2 separate regions of the Mus musculus genome follow, and region 2 is linked to region 1. Evidence: chromatin contacts called from public HiChIP or PLAC-seq data. All regions are on one chromosome and are shown on one strand. The core of a region is the stretch at or near the end of the contact, and the rest is flanking DNA. Distances in the headings are between cores, read along the strand shown.

Evidence for each region. HiChIP or PLAC-seq counts read pairs in DNA pulled down with a chosen protein or histone mark.
Region 2: a contact with region 1 is called in a BATF HiChIP or PLAC-seq map of CD8 T cells, with 7 read pairs. The contact joins two enhancer-like sites. A contact is called at or near these places in 1 of 15 datasets of contacts at CTCF or cohesin (the NIH/3T3 cell line), 6 of 484 Hi-C or Micro-C datasets (B cells, the HPC-5 cell line, bone marrow-derived macrophages and 3 more), 8 of 115 datasets of contacts at active chromatin or transcription factors (CD8 T cells, T-cell acute lymphoblastic leukemia, cardiomyocytes and 5 more) and 4 of 9 other capture datasets (adipose tissue, embryonic stem cells, liver and 1 more).

Annotation. Positions count from the first base shown.
Region 1 is chr13:24,466,132-24,469,814 of GRCm38.p6, forward strand. It overlaps Cmah (cytidine monophospho-N-acetylneuraminic acid hydroxylase), which reads left to right. Exons shown (of 17, transcript NM_001111110.2): 15 at 629-744; 16 at 2,416-2,512; 17 at 3,640-3,683. The coding sequence ends at 2,491. Among named protein-coding and RNA genes, the nearest start is that of Gm22013, 19 kb to the right of the region's middle. Within about 2 kb of position 1,895, at least 13 of the 459 cell types and tissues checked have an H3K27ac peak or open chromatin away from gene starts, as enhancers often do. A contact at or near this core is called in CD8 T cells, where this site is marked.
Region 2 is chr13:24,680,737-24,684,419 of GRCm38.p6, forward strand. All of the region lies in intron 8 of Ripor2 (RHO family interacting cell polarization regulator 2), which reads left to right. Among named protein-coding and RNA genes, the nearest start is that of Ripor2, 44 kb to the left of the region's middle. Within about 2 kb of position 1,820, at least 25 of the 459 cell types and tissues checked have an H3K27ac peak or open chromatin away from gene starts, as enhancers often do. A contact at or near this core is called in CD8 T cells, where this site is marked.

The DNA of each region.
Region 1 (3,683 bases), core at 645-3,144:
GAGAGTCTCTGGAGAGGGAGTTAGTCAATGTGGACATGTTTCATGTGACTCCAGTTTCCGGCGAGTCCCTTGGCGTGACCACGTGATGTCCGGGTGGTGTGGTGGGGATTCCCTAATGACTTTAACCTCCTGATTTAAGGCAACCATGCTTTTTGGCAGGCTGGACACACACACACACACACACACTTGCTGCCATGAACACAGAGGCAGGTGGCAGGTCACCTGCTGCTTTTGGCAATAGTATCATTTATTGACCACCTAGTGTATAACCTCATGTTTCTGGTCATAGAATTACTTGTTTTCCCTACAGTCCTATGAGGAATATCACCTTTAATCTCCATTTTATAGATGAAGAAACTGAGGCAGTAGTTATAAGCTCGACCCTGGATTTGAGCTGTGGATTTGCCCAGCTTCTCATCTGCACCCTGCTTTCCCGCCACTCTGTCCCAGTGGCTCTTGGCTCCCTCCTTCTGTTCTCAGCCTGTGACCTGCCTCCAGGAGACTTCTCCCCTTCTCTCTTTCACTCTGCACTCCTGTCAGCGTGGTAGCTACTTTTTCTAAGGATAGGAGGGAATGGACTCCCAAACCTTGCCAGGGCCCCCTGAGAGCTGCTGTGTTTCCATTTCAGATCCATAGCCGGGTGGATGTCATCAGGTACGTGGTGAAGAACGGCCTGCTGTGGGATGATCTGTATATTGGATTCCAGACCCGATTGCTGCGGGACCCTGATATATACCATCATCTGTAAGCCTATCCTGAGAATGCTTGAGGCCACGGGGCTGTGTGTGGGGAGGGGCATGGGGCACAGGGGGTTATACAGGGAAGTGTAGTCACTGGCTGACCGTGCTCCCCAAGTTAGCAGAGATATGGGGCTCCATCTTTTTTTTTTCCTCTGTGTTTTTGACAACATATCATCCTGTTGCCCAGGCTAACTCCTGACAATCTCTACTTCATCGTCTCTCATAGGCTGGGTTTACATCATATCTGGCTCTCCTTTTTAACAAGAAACTTGAGCTCAGTGTTCTGTAGACTGGGGGTTTACAGGAATGGCCCACTGTATTTGTGCTTGCTTATACTCAGAAACTTCACATATTATTAAGATCATATTTGGGATCTGAGAAAGATTTCTATCTTTACATGCACAAGGTCAGTGAAAAGAATGTAGTCTTACCATCACTACTGGCTCTCTGAAAAGATGAAGACATTTAATTTTGAAAAGTCCTATTATGTAAAATGTCTGGGCTGCAGAGATGGTTCGGCAGGAACGGGTTCTGTTGTTAAGCCTGCTGACCGGAATTCAGTTCCAGTGGGACATACAGTGGAGGGAAAGAGATGACTACTGAACGTTGTTCTCTGACCACTACATGCACACCAGGCACACATGCATGCATTCTCACACACATAGAAACACACACAAAATAAACTAATTAGAGTAGAATTTTTAAAAAAATTAGAACGTCTAAGTAAAGCCCTCTAGCGAGTGCATTGAAATATTCGTTTACATTTTTTTAAACTTATTTCTTTTAAAATTTTGGTTTCCTTTGTTTGGTTGGGTTGGTTGAGACAGGCCTTCGTTCTATACCCCAGATCAGCCTGGAACTCATTTCAGAACCTAAGCTGTCCCCAAACCTCCCATGATCCTCCCTGGCTCAGCTTCCAAAATACTGAGATAACAGGTGTGAGCTACCACACGCAGCCCCCACCCCTTAGTGTCTTAAAATTGTATTTTAAAATATAAAGAACGTAGGAGTATGTGTCGTCTGTTATAGCCCTTATGGTTTCAGTTGCCCCTCCTGTGAAACCTGTCTGTTTCCTGCCTCTCCCTCTGCCCTCTCTCAGGATGACTCTTGATAAAGGGCTGTGTCTTCCTGGCCTATATCTCTGCATACCCACACTTCTGTGGATATAACGTCTTCAAAAACTTGTCACCTATTGCTGGGGGTGGGGGCAGATGATACCACAGTGTCTCAGTGCCACACAAGTATAGACAATCTGCTTCTTACCATTTGAAACAGTGGTTGGATGAGTCATGTCTGCATCTCTTGGCAAGTCCCCCATGCTTTCCTGAGTTCTTGTGTGTGCCATTTCTGGGGCTAGTTCAGCCAGGCCATTCTTCAGGGAGCAGGTTCACCTTCCTACATCTAAGGGGGTGTGGTCACCTTCACTAACACTCCAACATGATGCTTTTGTGCATCTTGTATGAGGGTAACTTTCACTAATGGGAACTCCGTAAAGTGGGCTCACCACAAACAGACAGATAGCTGTCCTGTTTTAAGGGTCTCAAAAATTCAGTTACTGAAACAGCAGAGCAAGACTGTCCTCTGGGGAGAGCTGAGACCAGGCACCAAAGAATTCCTGGCCAAGCAAGAGGCTTTGACATTCAATGTTCATGTCTCTTTGCTTTGTTTCTTGCAGGTTTTGGAATCATTTTCAGATAAAACTCCCTCTAACACCACCCAACTGGAAGTCGTTCCTAATGCACTGTGATTAGTCTGGACCTGGTAAGTCCCAGGTAAGCACCGTGTGGGACTGGTAGACACCTAGCCATGTATCGTATGGCTTTCGCTCTGTCACCTGAATTACAGGAAATGTGACTTCCAAGGGATCATGAAAGAGAGATTGCATGAAAACACTTAAGGCATAAGAATAAACATATAAAGGTATAGAGGTATAAACTAGTGAGCTCACCTGCTCAGAGTCCACAGGCTGCTTGAAAGGGTTGAGGTGACACAGTCTACAAAGGAAAACAGATGCTGTTTTGGAGAGAAATCCTGAGTACAAAAGGAGAGAGAACAATAAAACCGGGAAAGAAAATTGCTAAAAGCAATGGCTGAGACGGAGCCTGAGATCAGCTTTTGTGGCACAAGTCAGATTTGCCCTTCCCATAGCTAAGCATAGAGTCTTGTTAGCTGTGCTACAAAGCTTGCTCCAACCTACATGTGATCAAAAAGGCCACATGCTGTGGAAACGGTAATTTTCTTGACCCATGCATTTATATTCATTTATCCCACCAGTGCCCACCCTCTGTATTTATTATGTGTTAATACTTGCCTCTGCAGTACAGTGGCAGGACTACAGAGATGACTTAGTTGGGAAAGTGTTTGTCATATGCGTATGGGAACCCAAGTTACTCCTCAGCATCCATACAGAAAGGCAGGCTTGGTGGAGCATGTTTGTCATTCCAGTGCTAAGAAGAGGAAGACAGGCAGATCTCTGGGGCTTGCTGGCCAGCCAGCCTATCCTAACCAGTGGGTTCCAGCCAATGAGATCCAGTCTCAAAACAAGGTGGCCATCTCTTAAGGAAGACACACCTGAACGGACCTCTGACACATGCACAAGTTCATGTATATACATATAAAGTAGACAGTTTTGTATAATCGCCTTGATGCACAGTGCCACAGCCCCACTGCATAATTTTGTACGTGATACACACTCAAGGGAGTAAAGAACACATTTCATAACTGTGAGAAAGTAACGGACAAAATCAACCGAAGAAAGGAAGGGTTTGTCTTAGCTCACAGTTGGGCAAACAGACAGTGTTGGGGAAGGCAGGTCAGAAGCAGTGACTGGCTGCCCCAGTCATCCCAATGAGAAATGAATGTTTGTTCTTTGCTCACTTGCTCTTTCTATTCAATCTAGGACCCCAGCCCAGAGGATGGTGCCTGAACATTCAAGATGGGTCT
Region 2 (3,683 bases), core at 570-3,069, 210 kb after region 1:
ACAGAGCTTCATGAGAAGGCATGTCATTGCAAAGACATGGGGTTGCCTGCTCTTGGGCCTTCCACCATGATGATTTCTTGATGGGTCTCTTCTTGTACCTTGCCTTCGCATTTGAAAATGGTGTCTATTAGATGAGTGAAACAACAAACCTCGGAATCCATCCCACGACTCAGTAATCACCAAGGCTTTGCCACTTTTTCTTTTCCCTTTGATGAACTAGAAAACTCCAGAGGAGGAAAAGCCAAGTATGTCACTCCACTGATCAGCACCTGTAAACTTCAGTACAGTTCTGAAAGAATAGGGCCATCTTACGTAATGTAACCGCAGTGCCTCAGCCCGTTGTCCCATTATCGCATCTAATGAAATTAGCAAGTCTTTGTTATTAACCTAGTTCATTGGCAGATATCCCCAGCTGTCTCACAAATGCTTCCTAGAGTTGTGTTGCTTCAATTAGGACCCACACAAGGTCCATGTGTTATAATTAGCTGTCAGTTGGGCTCCCTTTAATCTAACACAAACCCCCATCCAGCCTTCTAGATTACCTGGCAGCCTCTTTACATTGTCATTTAGCCATCTGTTTATTTATCTACTTTGAATATCTTCTTTTTAGTTTGAAGACAAAATCTTTCTGTGTAATTCAAGCTGGTTTCAAACTCACGGCAGTCAATTCTCCTCCTGTGATGGGCCAAGCACTGGGATTATAGGACCGCCTCACCATACCTGTCTCACCTTACCTGTCTCACTATACCCATCTCACCATACCTGTCTCACCAGACCCATCTCACCATACCTGTCTCACCATACCTGTCTCACCAGACCCATCTCACCATACCTGTCTCACCAGACCCATCTCACCATACCTGTCTCACCAGACCCGTCTCACCATATCTGTCTTATCATACCCATCTCACCATACCTGTCTCACCAGACCCATCTCACCATACCCGTCTCACCATACCTGTCTCACCAGACCCGTCTCACCATACCTGTCTTATCATACCCATCTCACCATACCTGTCTCACCATACCCATCTCACCATACCTGTCTCACCTTACCTGTCTCACTATACCCATCTCACCATACCTGTCTCACCAGACCCATCTCACCATACCTGTCTCACCATACCTGTCTCACCAGACCCGTCTCACCATATCTGTCTTATCATACCCATCTCACCATACCTGTCTCACCAGACCCATCTCACCATACCCGTCTCACCATACCTGTCTCACCAGACCCGTCTCACCATACCTGTCTTATCATACCCATCTCACCATACCTGTCTCACCATACCCATCTCACCATACCTGTCTCACCATACCCATCTCACCATACCTGTCTCACCAGACCCATGTCACCACGGCTTGCTGCCACATCAATCACTTCATTTGTCCCTCCACTCCCATGTTGCTGCTGTGAGTCTGTTCGAATCGAGAGCATTGTTACTTTAAGCTACAGCACCTGCAGCCCAAAAGGAAAAAGGAAAACTCTAGCTAGATGTGGTGAGCCTCACACTGCAGTGTCCACAGTGCCCATCAGGGCCGTGGGACAGTGGCATCACAGCCAGCCCTTTTCTCTCCCATGTTTGGCTCATTTAACTGTACTGAGCAGCTGGGCCCCTGCAGTCCTCTCTCTGGGTTGGTTTGCTTGTTTAACAGTTTGATCCTTAGGTCGCTAATGGGCATTATTACCTTACCCACTCTCTGTGATAAGAAGAGTGAAAAGGGGAAACCCCCTCTAAAAGCAGTTCTGGGTGGAGCTGGAGAGATGACATAGTAGTTAAGAACACCAGTGGTTGAAGAGGATGTGGGTTCAGTTCCCAGTGCCTACACGGCAGCTTACAACCACTGGTAACTCCAGTCCCCGGGGATCTGATACCCTCTCTGACCTCCTCAGGCAGCCGGCAAGTGTGTGAAGCACATACATAACGCCTTGCCTGTGATGGACATCTGCATCTTTCTAACTTTCCAGGTCCATTTGCTTCCACTTAAGGTCTCTACCTGAGTTCGTGGTTCAAAACCACTCTGGACCATGCTCCCTCTCAGCAGTTCAGAATCTGCACAGCCAGGACGGAGGTTCTAGAGGTCTCTTTGAACTTTCAGGATGGTTCTGTCAGCGGCCTGATTCATTGCAGTCAAGCATACAAAGCAGAGTTACTTTGCCAGTGTTAACACAAGGATTGCCCACGTCCCAGGGCATGTAGGCCAGCACACAGAGACTGGGGTCAGCACGTGTGTTAACACAGGGCTGCTGAGGCCGTTTCTGATGTTCACTGGTATCAGATGCTTCTGTTTTTGATGAGAGGGATAATTTCTTCCATTTCATGTGTGGACACCAGTAGCCAAAAAGCATTAGATGACGTCTCCAAGGCCACACAGTAAGCTGACATCAGACTTAAAGCTGAATCCTGGGGTCCTGGCTCCTACATTAAGTTACTTTTCCCATCTCTATGACAAATACCTGATTCAAAAGGGAACTTTGGGAAGAAAGGGTTTGTTGTAGTTTATGGCTTGAGTGGGGGACACTTGGTCATGGCGGGAGGGTATAAAAGAGCTCATGGCTGTGGGGGTCTGCAGTTGAGATGCCTTAAATTTCCCAGGACCAGGAGCAGAAAAAGGACAATGCTGATGCTCACCTCACCACCACTCCTGTTTGTTTGTTTGTTTTATTCAGTTTAATATCCAAGCCTGCATTCAGGGTGTGTCTTAACTTCTAAAGATCTTGGAAACACCCTCATGGACATGTCCAAAGGGTTATGCCTCATTAATTCTCAGAGTCTCGTCCTTCCCTTCCCTTCCCTTCCCTTCCCTTCCCTTCCCTTCCCTTCCCTTCCCTTCCCTTCCCTTCCCTTTCATTTCCTTATTTCTGGATGGGGTCTCATTGAGTATTTGTTACATACCTGAAGCTGACCTTGAACTCTTGATATTCTTACCACTCACTACCCACTGAGTGCTAGGGTTATAGTCACTGTTTCGAGCAATAAGGTAGGCATACTTAGTTTGTATAACAAACGTTGTATTTTCTTATGCTGAGGGTCATCACACAAGGTTCACACTGTAAATTCTTAACTATGGTTCTTAGCCTAGCTCTCCAAATCTGCTCACCTGTGAACATAACTTAGCTAAAGGTCTGGTTTCAGTCTCCAACAGTAGTCCTGGCTCAGGAGACTCCCCAGTCTTGTGGGATCCTCACTATTTTTACATGTCTAAAAGGCATTTCTTACTCTGCTCACTATAGTCAGCCACCACCATACCCACTTCTAGGCATTCCTTATTCAAACAATTTGACCATGGAAATTAACCATCACCGCTGCCAGTACATGACCACCTCAATGCCACATTATGAAGAAGTCCTAATAATTGAGCAGACACTATCAACCATCAAATGCCAGTTTTCACTAGAGAAGGGATTCCCATCAGCTTAAAACATAAGCACCTAAAAGGTATGGCATGGGGAAGGGACTACCCACCCACCCACCCACATAATCCAAATCTCAGATCTGGAGGGAGTAAGCTTCTGTCATGGGTGGATGCCCTGGTCACCAACTGTGAACTGAGTGACTTGGGCTGAGACACTGAATGCCTGAGCCATATGCTCTGCTATCCCTCTGCCCACTTTTCTCTTATGCTTCCTTGGTTGCCCTAAACTCAACTTTTATCACCTCTACCCTCCTAACGTAAAA